2 separate regions of the Astyanax mexicanus genome follow, and region 2 is linked to region 1. The links are chromatin contacts, called in public Hi-C maps. All regions are on one chromosome and are shown on one strand. Each heading gives the region's core, a stretch centred on a gene start, on an enhancer-like site or on the middle of the called end of the contact. The rest is flanking DNA. Distances are from core to core; before and after follow the strand shown.

The links. A called contact is a pair of places that touch in the nucleus more often than the background predicts.
Region 2: a contact with region 1 is called in a Hi-C map of muscle, with 11 times the contacts expected there. The contact joins the promoter of zgc:154058 here to the enhancer-like site in region 1. A contact is called at or near these places in 2 of 3 Hi-C or Micro-C datasets (both in muscle).

The regions. Positions count from the first base shown.
Region 1 is chr7:28,236,413-28,243,906 of AstMex3_surface, forward strand. zgc:154058 (Frag1/DRAM/Sfk1 family protein) reads right to left here. Exons shown (of 8, transcript XM_007237749.4): 7 at 4,130-4,307; 8 at 1-2,785. The coding sequence ends at 2,541. Among protein-coding and RNA genes, the nearest start is that of mat1a, 17 kb to the left of the region's middle. Within about 2 kb of position 4,224, the one cell type or tissue checked has an H3K27ac peak away from gene starts, as active enhancers do.
Region 2 is chr7:28,278,046-28,285,539 of AstMex3_surface, forward strand. zgc:154058 (Frag1/DRAM/Sfk1 family protein) reads right to left here and starts at 3,022. Exons shown (of 8, transcript XM_007237749.4): 1 at 2,743-3,022; 2 at 1,182-1,391. The coding sequence starts at 1,249. ftr14l (finTRIM family, member 14-like) reads right to left here. Exons shown (of 6, transcript XM_007237750.4): 6 at 6,529-7,494. The coding sequence ends at 7,288.

The DNA of each region.
Region 1 (7,494 bases), core at 2,974-5,473:
TTTTCAAAGAAATGTGCTAACTGTTGATGATCAGTGGAAATATTGGGGAAAAAACAAACCAATATTTTTTTCTTCAAATACAGGAATTTTTACCAGATTTGACCAGAATTTAATAATAAGACATGACTAATCCAACATAATATTCTCATTATAGATGTATAATGACTTTAACATTCATTTAAAATAAAAGAGGACCAGAAGAGGACTGGTCCCACTCTTATATATTAGCCTTGTTTTATATATAATAGATTAGCCTACATTTTGTAGTACATGTGATTCTTGGAAGGTTTTCTGTGTTAAATGTTCAATGATTTTTTTTTTCTCTGCCCTGATACCAGATTTGTGTAAAGCTGTTTGGCTGTTGGAAAAATGCGATCTATGATGTAATCATTACATTAATAATGCACTCTAATAAATTATTCTGGGCAGATATAATCTTCATCTGGTAGATATGTAATGAAAAATGTACACAAACAATATTTATGCTGTCTTACAGGACACAGCACATCGTGTGATGTGATTATTGCTCATTGGCATATTGCGATGGCTATGCTAAAACGATATACTGTGCAGCCCAATTTTGATATGCTTAATTTTTATAAATGCTAAACAACAACTGTAAGGTATTACAAAAAAACATTTACAAATACAATGACTAATTTATTAGACGGTCTTACATTAACTTGGATAATGTTCATTTATTTATTTATTTTCATAAAATATATTTTGCTGGCAGTGGGTGTTGTACAGCAAATTAGTTCCAAAAGGAAACAAATCCTTTAGATTTACAACTATTTTACCGTAACTGATATTGCATATAAAACACGAGAAGAAAAGTAGTTTCACTGGTGGTTTAGGATGGTAAGTAAAAAGGTTTACCATTTTGTTTTGTTTGTTGTTGAGACTGTGAGCTTGTCAGTTTATAGAGGTTCATAAGCTTTTCTATTATAAACTATATCACATCAAACCATTCTGAATCAGCTTTTCATCACTATGAATTAGAATTTTGAAACTAATTTGGTAAATCTGGTAAAATTCCCTGTTAAGTTTTTTTTTATCACCCTTATTAACAGATCTGGGAGGCATTTCTAAAGATCCAAATACAGAACTGTTGGTAAATAAAATTAAGCACATAATGAGGTGTACACACTCACCAAAAAAAAAAAAAAAAAAAAAATCAATATCAGTATCAAAATCAATATCAGTATCAAAATCGATGCTACATTTGTGATGGGGCAGGGGAAATTAAGCACAAAATAAGGTTTACACACATAAAAAAACAAAAAAATGGCCGAAACGCAATATCAATATCGATTCTGCATCTGTGTGCATAAATTATTCGCTATGGGACGGGGAAGCCAGACCGACTGATGGAGTGGTCCAATGAGGCAGCCTGCAAGACTAAAGATGATGCGTCAGTCAAGCTGAATCCGACCTTTTGTTAGAAAAGTGGATATGATGCAGATCCCATTTTTTTTAGCAGACTGATATAAAGATGTAAACAAGACAACCATCTCCCAACAAACCTCTGACAATACAACCCTTTACAACAAAGAGGAGAGAGTACATTACCACATTTACATAAAGACATTAACGACAGGTCAAAATAAAGCAAAAATCTGACTTTGCTTTACATTAGTGTAACAACGACCACGTTGGCCTAAAAGACAGCTCTTTAATGATATATGTAGTATAAAAGTACACTTTAAATATATACACTGAACAGAACAGCTGAACACAGTCGACTGTGTTCCCTTGGTGGTCTGATAAACAGAGTTAAACATTATTTATCTTTATGTTGTTTAAACAGTTTTTCTTGGCCCCGTTTCATAAGGCACAACGGTAACGATAGCCCCCTGAAGGTGAAGGTGCAATGCTTCAATAGAGGCAAAGCCAAACATTGAAACAATACAGCAGAGGTGTAGGCAATGTGGCTTAAACAGCACTGGATGAATACAAAAGGCAAATATTAAGTTCATAGGTTTGCATTGGTTAAACATTTTAGGTCTTCTTAATGTTTTGAAACGTGTAAAATTGGCACAGGTCATCTCAAAGCTCAGCTATGGATGTAGACATGCATGTTTGGGTGACTGTCACCAATTTAGCTGCATAAAGGACCAGCCTGCAAATCTTTGAACACACACTACCTCCATATATCCATCTAATCTTGATAACACTCCTGCTTCCCACCCTTAAACCTCTTCACTAACGGGTCTTCAGAGTCCGACGCTGATGAGGAACTGACTACTGAAGGGACAACGATTTGGTCAACTCAACAAAGTCAATGTGCAAAACATGAGCAGAGTCCTTTGGCAAAATTCAGATCAAGGCAGCAGATCCAGGATCAAGTTTCGGTTTTGATTTTCCTCTGCTGGTGTAGTGTTTTCCTCTGCACCCCGTGTTGGACATGTGTGTGAATGTGTAAGTGAATGTTTCTGCTGAGAGAAATGTGGAGGCATAGAGCTAGAACAAAAGAGAGAAACAGAGAGAGAGAGAGAGAAGCAGGTGCAGGCCTGTCCTGTGCCTCTCTCTCCTGAGGGTTAAAGCATGGACAGGCTCTCAGGCTGGTGCTGATTAGCTCCACCGAGGGCCTCCATTTTGAGGTCTCTGCTGGAGCTTCCCATACCGCTTCCTCTGGCTAGAACCATCATGGTGTTACTGGATATGCCGGCAAACTCGAAGGCAAATGTGCCATAAAACAGCATGATGATGACGCAGAAAACCCACTCAAAGATGGCCGAGGCGTGCTGCAGGACAAAACTCTCCTGAACAAAAAACACTCCACCTGGAGAAAGCAGAGTTAAGGAGCTTCAACAGTGAAAACCAGAGGCTTATAAAGAGTAAACAACCTGTTTACTCATTAACTGCATTAACAAGAGATTTTACAAAACTCAGAGAAGCAAGTAGGTACAGCTATATTTGAATAGATACATGGAAAGTTATTACTCAAAAAAACATCGTTATTACAAATAATACTGAGCTGAGTTGAGTAGTGGCGGTCAAGCAAAAGACTGAAAACCAAGAGAAGCTTCAGAGAACTGGTCATAGATTTGTTAAAAAGGCAGGTCAAAACTCAATAATTCAATTATTTGGCTCAGATAAGATTTAGCTACCATGACAGTTTACATTCACATATACAGTTCGCTTTACAAGTATTGGAACAGTGAGGTTGATCCCTTAATTTCTGCTGTAGACTGAAAACATTTTAGGTTTGACATTAAAAGAATGAATTTAAGACAAAATGTCAACATTTCAGTTTTCATTTCCATATTAACAACTGGATCTGATACACAGTTCAGAAGATAGCACCTCCTGTCTAAACTCATACATGTTTTTTTGTACATCTTCTGAACTGTGTATCAGATCCTGATGGAAGTATCTGGAAATAATAGCTGAAATGTTGATCTTTAGTCTCATATAGATTTGTTTTATGTCATTTAATGTAAAATTCAACTGTTTTCAGTCTACAGCAAAAATAAAGGGATTGACCTCACAGTTCTAATTCCTTTGGAGGGCACTGTATGTGACTTGCATCTGTCTAAAGTAAATCATCTGTCCCTGAAATGGCACATATGCTCACATCAATGAGTTTTTCCATCCACCACGTTTTTCATACCTTTGCCTATTTTTGATTTTATTAAATATACAATGACACATCAAGCTGTAAGAGAACATGTTGTTGGGGTTACACAGAGATTTTAGCTTTTATTAGTGTGAGCCACTACTCGTTCTGCAAGGCCATAGTCATAAAAAACTTTGCAAATGTCTGAAAAGACAATAATGCTGCTCCTAAAAAAACAGCATGTGTCAACTTAAGTTAATTTGCATAACTGTAGTGGATGAAAACAGGTTTTACATTATTGTGTGCCAAGATTTTGTGATCTTGAGATATTACCTATGACTATGACTGTTCACATTTATGTAACATGATCACAAACTGGATCCATACCCAATTTATGATCACTTATTAAAAAATAAAAAAAAGAAAAAGAAAAAAGTGTAAAATCCGATTTAAATTAAAAGCATCACAGTAGGGCTAAAAATAAAAGCTACACAAAGCAGGATTTTTCTCCTGTGCTTTAAGGTTGAGCCTTTTCTCAAACAAGATCTTTATAATGTGGAAGGATACTGAGCACCAGGGCTACAAACGCCAGCAGAGTCATGATGAGGCGCATGTGTCCCATGTTATACTCGCCCTGAGTCTTAGCCAAGCGGTAGGTGAGTGCAGACTGGAGACACACAAACAGCATGCTCGTGGGAAAAGCCACACCAGCCCCAACGTAGTGCAGCACCTTTGCATTATCCACCTGTAATAAAAGCATTAAAAAAAAGAAGTGTTAGCTTTCATCACTAAAGTCATACCGGCATTTGGTGAACAAACATACTGAGAGAAACCCATGGGAAACCTATGCTGACGCAGTGCAGAGAAAGAAGAAAAAAAAATGGCCCCTTACAGATTTCTTTTGTTTTGGCTTTTTTTTGTTATACTTTTTATTATCAACTTTAATGTCAAACAAAGATAATCTGGTGATGCTTGACTTTAACATGCAGATCAAGCTTCAAAATTCTATGTGGCCAAATTAAAACAATTCTGTAAAGAAGAGTGGACAAAAAAAATTCCTCCAGAGAGATTAAAGACTAAAGACTAATTGCAAATTAGTGCAAATGCTTGATTTCAGTTGGGGGGGTGATCATTTATCACAGTACTGTAAGTTTGTAATGTTGAGATATGTAAATCCAACCTGATCCACAACAGGGTGGATGTCACCTCAACAGAAACACATCCATTTTTGTCTGCAGTCTAAACATAGACTAAGACAGTACGCAGGAGCACAAAACATACTTCCACGCCTTTAAAAAAGGTTGCCAAGTAAGCCACAAACATTTTCCCCCTAACATTACCCTGAAACACAGCAAGACACAAGCGGTAATTACTGTTTGCACAGACTTGCTTTTCTGTAGCTGCCAGCTATGTACACTCCTCAATTCTCAGAGCAGTGTGTGAAGCTCTAGAGGGTGAGAAAAACAATCAGCTCAGTGCATTTTAAACAGGCCTGCCTTTAAACAATTCAACAAGAATTTAGATTAACAATTAAATCTACTATTTACAAAAAAGTGATCTGTTTTTTTTTTTTTTTCATTTTAAACAAGTTCAGTGTTTCAGTAGTTTAAAGTGTTTAAGTGTTGCTTCATCCCAACCAGCAGAGGTCAGCAGAGTACATAATCTCTCACCCAATATTACTGCACATCCTACTCAAACTACTTCAGCATCATCTGCTCCAATGTCTCACCCTTATAGGTGTAAATGAAAATTCTACTGAGAGGACACGGTCCCAGTATCCCTCACATATTATTAGGTGTAAAGTGTGTGGAGTGTGTGTTGTGGGCTCAGTCCGCTCTCAGGCCCTGCAGTGTTTTTAGTGTCTCCTTGACCAGGCACTTCACAGCCACAACGTACAATGGAGCAGACTGTAATCATGTGACCTGAGCCACAGGACCTGATCATGCAGAAGTTTCCTCCCCTGCTGGCTGTACTGATCAGACTTGATAAAGAGCTTGCGGTTAATGGACCATTAACCAAAAGTGGTGGAGTTTCAGAGGTTTTAACAGGAAAAGACACGTCACAGAGAAACAAGTTTAAAACAACAACAAAACTGCTGGTTTGATTCAAACAGGGTATGCGGAAATTAAATTGAAGACTTTTGAGGTCACTCAGAGAAAGAATCAACATCATCTTCGTCAAAACAAAATGGAAAAAAAACACCATTATTGAGACAGACTAGAGTAAGTTTGCGATTGTTGTATTATCTGACAAACCAAAATTTTAAATATAAAATAATTAAAAATTTTTACCCATAAAAAAAAAAAAAAAAAAAACAGTACAAAACTGGGGTTTTCTAACCCCCATACCTACAATTTTACCATGCCTACAGTACCATCTATGCTAGATAAAAGTAAGTAATAAGTAATTTTAGTACCTAAAAATTAGAGACACTCTAAACCACGTGTCAAAATCAAGGCCCGTCAAATATGGCCCGCCACGTCCTTTTATGTGGCTCGCGAGAGCTTGAAAGGTCTTAATTAGGGCAACTAAATGTTGCGTCCCATATTGAACCAATAAGGGACACGATTTGTTCCGTTGTCTGTCACTCACATTCACACTAAACCCCTCCTCTCTCTCCACTCTTCTGTGTGCTGCTGCACCGGTTACCTACAGACTTACAGGTTTAACTGTTTGGATGATCTGACTTCCTTTCAACTCATAAGAAAGGCACCAGGAAATACTGTTCAATTTAAGTAAAAATTACCCCATGGCTCAAAGAGTGTCCCTATAGTTTTGCACATAAAAAAGTTATATTCTCAACTTATTTAGTTTATATTTAAAACGTTTGTTGTTGCACACAAACATATTTCAATTAAGATTTAATTAACTGCACTTTATAAGAGAAAGTGTTCAATTCTAATACAGCATTTCAAGCTTTAAGTTTGACGAATTGCATTTTGATTACCCCTTCAATAAAAAAAAAGCACAAAATAAAACATACCACTGCTGCGGGTGCCCCGCCCAACAGGTGTCGTGCCTGTGGTGGACATGGCCCAGAGGAGCGGTGGTTGGAGTCCCTTAGTTTACATTCAAGTCTTAGTAGGAGTGTAATGGTACGTGTTTTCTTTATGAACCGTCACATATTATCCGCTTGAATAGTTTGATCCTTGATTGATAGACGTGGATTTTATAACATGACTAATTAAAAGGATTTATGTTAACAGAGCAACAAGCAAACATTTTTTCCATGCAACTGTAATGTTTTAATTGAATAAGTAATACATTCAGAGTTATTAAATATTAAGGAGTAGTTACATTCAGTTTATATTACATTTGGTTACATTTTGTTACATTTATAAGTAACATCTGGCACTTTAAGGACAGCCATTATGACGATGTGGCCCTTGATAAAATGAGTTTGACACCCCTGCTCTAAAACATTATTTACGACTGTTGGTTACTACCGTGTAGTTTAATCTGCCATTAAATCAAAAGCTAAACTGTATCAAATTGCAAAGTACAGTGTAAAAAAAAATGTGACAACTATGAAAAAAAGGAAAGAGAGACTAGTTACGTAAGTCCATGTGTGCAGGTTATTTTCATATGCAGTTCAGTCTCAGAGTGGCCAATTAGTGGGGTTGGGGGGTGGTGGTGGGGATCGAGCAGACTTGCTTTAATGTGGGATTTTTTGAACACCAGACCTGGTTACAGATAAGCCTCTTAAATCTGTCTCTGCAGCAAACTCTGCTATACAGCAACTAAGTAGCAGACAGCAACTCAAACACACACACACACACACACATCAGGATGACCTCGTCTAGACCATTAGCGTAGATAATGTCATTTAAACAGCAGCAGACCGCTCATATAGCAGATAGCTGTTGTGTATTGCTCAAGTCAGATCCCTGAAAATGCCATGCTGAAAATGCCATGCTGCAGTACTAGATGAT
Region 2 (7,494 bases), core at 1,772-4,271, 40 kb after region 1:
TAATAGAAAGTCACTGTGAATTGATATTCACAAGGAAGACGTCCTGTGCCTGAGGCCTACGAGATCACGCAGATAGAAAAAGACCCTTAGCAATAGCAATTCACTGTTACTGCACAGCAGTCACAGTGAAACTCACTTCTTGTGCTCACTTCTTAAGACAAGCACAAAAAAGCTTAATAAATTAATTTATTCATCAATAAAGTTTATGCTGATCTGACAAAAGAAACATTTGAAATTAAGAGACATTTTCATTTTTTACATTGCCTGACATTCTTATCCAGAGAGACTTACATTTGATTTACATGTTACAAAGCTAGCCCTAGGTGTAGTAAATTGTGCTTATGCAGCCATAGAATCATACCTCTCCTTTGCCACAGGTAAGGCAGTGCTGTTACACAAACCTGCCCATGTCAACTTATTAGCTTCTTATAACCGCAGCAACTGTAGGCTAAAAAGAAATTCTGGACAAAGTACATGTGCAATCTCATCACTAACCACTTTGTTTTTTTTCACAGTATAATTGTGCAAGTGTACTAACAAACCATTAGCCTACTTAAGCTACACACCGTAGGTAACTCACATCTACACCCCTTTTAAAAATAATTGAATAGAATCAGAATTTATTGTTAATGTAAAGAATCAATTGTCAAACCCAACATGTTTTGGCTAATGGATTTATGTATAGCATAAATGTGATTTCTCTCTGAACTATTAAATAAAATAAAAAAATCCTTTAAAATGCTCTGAAGAAAAAAAAAACTAAGCTGGTTAATAAATATTCTTCTATATGTTGCTCTGTGTGATTTTATTTAACTCTTATTTAGCAGCTACCCCTGTGGGCTTTCCTGATGGCACTGCTTCGAATTATTCTGATGCATTTCTAATATTTTTTATTTTATTTTGACTCATCTGTGTGAAAGGAAAAATAACTAAACATATTGATAAAAACATTAACTTATCAAGTAATGTTACATTTCGCTTTATTAGGCACAAAATGATTGCAGGTAAAATGAAGAAACTGAATGTAATCTAATTTGGGCTGCTGGCTTAATTTAATGTAAATTAATTTGGGGTGCCAGGTCTGATAAATCTGAACACGCAAACCCTTGCTTCCTTTGTATCCTAGGAGGTAAAAATGTAATACTTGTATGACGCTGAGGAGAATAGACAGGAGCACTCACACGACCCATATCCCTGTGATGGTAAGGGCTGGGAGGCTGACGGGTAAAATCATCCACAAAGACATCATCTCCACCCAGCTCTCCTCCACAGCCACGCCGCACAGCTCCGCTTCTTCCTTCGCCTTCGCCAGCCTGTCACCCTCTGCTCATCAATTCGCATTTAAGGTCTTGGGACGAGCTCCAAAGCCTTCATCTCTGTGTGGACCATAACTGTGAGGGGATAAGGGAAAAAATTAGTTACAGGAACGTGGAACGCTACCAATGTCAGGTTAGGTAATACCTCAATTTTAATCATATTTTGTGCCACTATATAGCTACCGTAATTGTATGGGGGGAAAAAAATCTAGCACATAAGTTTTATTATTAAGTCATTTTCAGATAATATTCCATTATTTTGAGATCTTATGATGTTGAGACACAAAGTCATTATTAGATTTTTTTCTTTTTTCATTTGGTATAAAAACAATAATCAGTGGCTTCTGTATACCATTACCTCAAAATTACAACCTAGTATCTCAAAATAATAAGATAGAATTGTAAAATGATGACATAGCATCTCAAAATGATGAGATAAGATGTCAAAATTATAAGATTTAAAAATGATAAGATAAGATCTTAAAATGATTTAGTATCTCAAAATGAGAAATTATGACTTTATATCTCAAAATGATCAGATACAAATTATGACTTAATATCCTAAAATGATGACATAAGGTCTCAAAATGATGACTTAGTATCTCAAAATGAAGAGATAAGATCGCAAAATGTTCAGATAAGATCTCAAAATGTTCAGATAAGATCTCAAAATAATGACTTAGTATCTCAAAATGATGAGATAAGATCTCAAAATCATGATATAGCATATATCAATGACGAGATAGCATCACAAAATGAGAACCAAATATCTCAAAACAATGAGACAGAATCCTAAAATTGTGACTTTGCATCTTGATCTGAGATAGAATTTGAATAGAATAAGATAATATCTCAAAATGACGAGAAAGCATCTCAAACATATGCCCTAGTATCTCAAAATAATTAGTATCTCAAAGTGTTGAATTAGTATCTCAAAATCATGAGATAGCAGCTCAATATACTGTCGTTGTTATGAAAATAATGAGATGAGATTAATGTAGCTAAATAATAAAGAGAAAATAAATATGTGGCGGGAATGATCTGACCTTTAACTGAGTTTAATAATGAAACTGTGAAGGAAAAGCTCCAGTTTTACAGTAAGAGAAGTAAAAACATTAGCTCGACAACTTTAAACCGGAGCTCGAATTCTCGTGTTGATTTTTCGGTCCACCTTAAATCGCTCAGCGGTTAGACTACGGTGGCTGCTCGCACTACGGTCTGAAACCGCTGTACCATTTAAGGTGGAGCGAAAAAATTGGAATAAGGAACAAAACTTCATCCTCTAAACTTTCCGAACACTCTGTCTGGGAGTAAAATGGCTGAAGGGAGCGGCGGGTTCAGTGTCTCTGAGCGGTGGTGTAAAGGTGGGCTACAGCTCCTGTATCTCAGGGCAGCAGCAGCAGCAGCAGGTCCTGCAGGGTCTTACCTTCCCCCTCTGATGAGGGACAGTACTCCGCTCTCTCTCTCCCACCTTTTGTTCCCCCGGTTCCCGGGCGGACTGACCGGGTCTGGGAGAGACTCCGCCGCCGCCTCCCCGTGCCGGCGCTCAACAAGCGGCCGCAGCAGTAACGCTGAAACGCCCCGCGGCTCTGCGTCTCCTCCCAAAGCGAGGTCCTCCGGCTGCCCTGCTGCTCCTCCCGGCTCGTGTGTTAGCGTAGCCCCGCTGTGTGCGCGGAGCTGCTGGGTTAAAATCAGACAGCTGGAGCAGCTCCTCCCCCTCCCTGCTGTAACTATGGCACCTCCAGCACCTCCAGCACCAACCTTTCCTCTACAGCAGACCACCAGCAGCAGCACCTCCAGACCTCCTACCAGCCCCCCAACACTAGCTACTCTTATATAAACATTAGTGTATATACAGCTCTGAAAAAATAATAATAAGAGACCACTTAGAAATTATGGCTTTCTTTGTTTTTACCAAATTGAAAACCTCTGGAATATAATCAAGAGGAAGATGGATGATCACAAGCCATCAAACCAAGCTGAACTGCTTGAAATTCTGCACCAGGAGTGGCATATAGTTATCCAAAAGCAGTGTGTAAGACTGGTGAAGGAGAACATGCCAAGATGCATAAAAACTGTGATTAAAACCAGGGTTATTCCACTAAATATTGATTTCTGAACTCTTAAACCTGTATGATTATGATCTTTTTTTGTTGCATGATTTGAGGTCTGAAAGCTCTTGATCTTTTTATTATTTAAGTAATTTTTCATTTTCTGCAAATAAATGCTCTAAATGACAATATTTCTATTTGGAATTAGGGAGAAATGTTGTCCGTAGTTTATAGAACAAAACAACAATGTTCATTTTACTCAACCATATACCCAACAAAACACTACACTGACTTTGGACACAGTGGACCAACACCAGCAGATGACATGTCTCTCCAAACCATCACTGATTGTGGAAACTTCACACTAGACCTCAAGCAGAAGTGTGTCTCTCCACTCTTCCTCCAGACTCTGGTTCCTTGATTTACAAATGAAATGCAAAATTTACTGATGGTCAGTGATGGTTTGGAGAGTCATGTCATCTGCTGGTGTTGGTCCACTGTCTTCTATCAAGTCCAAAGTCTGTGCAGTGTTTTCCCAGAAAATCTTCAGCACTTCATTCTTCCCTCTGCTGACAACTTTTATGGAGGTCCAGATTTCATTTTCCAGCAGAATTGGCACACTGACAAAAGTACCAATTGATCTTATATAATATAAAAAATTGTGGAGATACTGACTTTTGGGTTTTCATTGGCTGTAAGCCATAATCATCAATAATAAAATAAATAAATGCTTAAAATAGATCACTCTGTGTGTGATACAACTATATAAATTATGAGTTTTTCATTTTGATCTGAATTACTAAAATAAAGTAACTTATTTAACGATATAAAATTTTTTTGAGATTCACTAGAATATTTGGTTAATTATGTGTTTTTTAAATATAGATTGTCCCTTTTGAACTATGTTGAAGTACCAGTTGGATTTCAAAAAGCATCAGTGTACAATATAAAAAAGGAACAAGGACAGGGTCCCATTGTTAAGGATCTTTTTCTCTCTATAGTAATAAATTCAGCCAGTTAATGGAGGAAATTATCGCTACCACACTGCAGCTCTCAGTTCACACTGTAAAACTTCTATTGTTAAGAAGTTTTAACTTCAACAGAAAAACAGGTGGATTAAAAAGGTAGTAGAGAAAATATAAAATATGGCAAACGTATGCCTCACAGAAGCAGGAACAGTGTGTGAGTGTGAGAGAGAGAGAGAGAGAGAGAGAGAGAGAGAGACAGAGGGAGGGGCTCAGAGAAGAGGAGAGGGTGTTAGTTATGAGATTTAATCCAAATTTCAACGTTAAATAAATAAGTAAGCTGCGTTCTGAACTCCTTCTTGGTCACCATCATGATATCATGATTATTATTTTATGAATGACAGAGTATCTGTGTATTTGGATCTGCTGAAAATACAGAGTGCCCAAACATGTATGTGTATTTTTATTTTTGTAGTAGGAGTTTGGAGTTATCAAGTGCAGTCCACCATAAATATAAAGAGGACATGTCTTACAATCTTACAAAAAAGTTGTATATAAAGAGGAAGGATTTTTACCTATTTTAAAAGCAACGATGTAATCTTCATCTATCTTCCCCTTTTTTCATTTTTTTCTGAATGTTTAAAACATTTACTGAAACTTATTGTTCTTCCCAAATTACTTAAATTGTTTTTGACTCGAGTTGACTTGATCCCTTTTATGAGTGAATTGTCTCTGATGGCTTATTCAAAACAGCACCGTCTGACCATTTTCTGAATTTCATTTGTCTGGCTTTCAGGGATGAAAGGATAAATTCTTTCAAGTTTTGTGTAATGTGTGATGTAAAACATCATGTTGTATAATCTAAATTTTTTTCTGCACAGTCGAATCTCTAAATGAACAATATCTCTATTCACAGAAATCTTGTAGCTGTACTCAGACTGACTGCTACAAGCATGTGAGCCATAGTTCTCAGCATTAGCATGACTAAGCTCAATGTGTGACCTGAATGTAAGGCTAAACGTGAGGTTAAATAGTCTTATTAGTGCAGAACTATGGGGTCACTGCAGTTACAGCTTTGCTCCAATAGTTTCATACTATTCATTCATTATTCATTCAGTTCTACATCATTATAATTAACATATTATTATTATATCTACTGTAGAATACTGTCTAATTATACATAATAATAGGTAAAATGTCTATTATCTTTCAAATTTAACAAAATCTTTCTGCTTGGCATCACTACACACCACATACATCTACAACAATTTAACAAACCACTAAATGTTTTGTATTGTCTAATCTAGCTCCTCTGGCTCATGAAAGTGTAACTGCATTTGTCTGTTTAATTAAAAAATATTACACAAATATCACTACAAACAGGGTTACGCAGCATTACAAAGTTACAAGTAGGCCTGGAGATGCTATTTTATGTATTACAGCCAGTGCATCATTACAACAATATCATAAGCTGTGAAGTGATATCTCGTAAGTGAGGTTTTACACTGGCCAGCATACTCATGGTACAACAGTGTAAATCATTTTAGTTTGGGCATGGATGGGACATTCCATTCCAGAAGTTCTGCAGGCATTTAAAATTCCTCAATCCACAGTGTCATCTGTATGCTCAGAATACCTCATAGAAGACATTACCACAACCCACAGTGGATAGGGCAGTGGGTGGTAATAATTGTGACTGGCAGCATCTGGCTAGAATTATCCATCTGAACAGCAGAATTCAGATCGCTGTTCAAGGCAGGACTCATGGGACATGATAGCAATTCCTAACCCATTTACTTGAGCAATTTTAGAAAATGTTCTTTACTAAAAAACAACAGTGATATAGCCACTTCAAATCAATGAACCACTTGAATGCTTAAAGGATTAAATCTGTTTAAATCGTGTTTATTTACAAGCAACAACACTTGTATACTGTTCTTTACTTTTTGTTATATTTTATACAGCATCAAAAGGTGTTCCATTTTTTTTATTATTATTGTCTGTACTATGCAATGTTTACAATGTAGCTCAGAATGATGGAGCATTCTAAACCTGAATTTCTCACTTCTCAGCTGCATGTCATCCATTTCTTACAGAAGCAATTGAAATCAATTAATTATTCACTGGGTTTAAAGTAAAAATTTAAACAGGGACAGGGTTATGCAGTAATTGCACATATTAACTCAAGACGCCCAATCACACAAGCATTGATTTATTTACAGTTTAATTTAGAAACAAAACATATGGAATTACTCCACCTAGTGGTTAGATGCAGTAGTGGCAACTTACTTTCATTTACAATAACCTTTCCCATTCACTTTTGACAATCATTCAATGTTGGAATCAGTAGAACTGATTGCTTTCATATGAGAAAATATTTTATGCTTTAAGTTAACTTACACAGTTGCAGAGAGTACAGAAATTATGAAATATTAATTGAACATTACCAGTATATCACATCATTCAAAAGTGGGTCTTGGGAGCGCTGCCTTTAAATAGTCACTTTTGGCTCTTAAAATAAGATTTTAATTATTGACCCCTTCCAATAAATAACCATGCATAAACCATTTATCCTTTTTGGGAAAAATCACTTTTTATTATGTATTTATTTATTTATTTTATTCACTGATTTAAAAAAAATGCTTTATTTAGATTTATATATTTTTTTCAATTATGAAAACATTTGAAACAAAATTACCTATATTAGTAAACAAAGTACTAATTTCTCCCAAAAGTAAGATAAACGGTTGTTGGTGGATATTGTCATTCATTAGAACAGTTCAAATGTGTTTATAAAGAACCGTCTTTGCAATTCATTACCAGTAATATTACTGTAATATAACAGTAATATTACAGTAATATAACTCAAACCACAGCAAGTTGAACCCAATAACTGTTTAGACCATTATTTTGAGAGAAAAAAAATTATCTATATTGTGGATTCTGTACCTTTTTTTACAATATCTTTACTGTGGTTCCAAAACCCCAGACTCCAAACCCGGCGTACAGTGGCTGACTGAACGAGGTGTTAACTTGGTGCAGGAGAGTCATTGTGTCGGACACACTGTAAAAAGCCAGAATTCCAGCCTTGTGGTCTAAATACACCGCTATTTTTGAGGAAGATGGCACTGGTAGAGTGGTGCTTTTGTTGTTGTACATAAA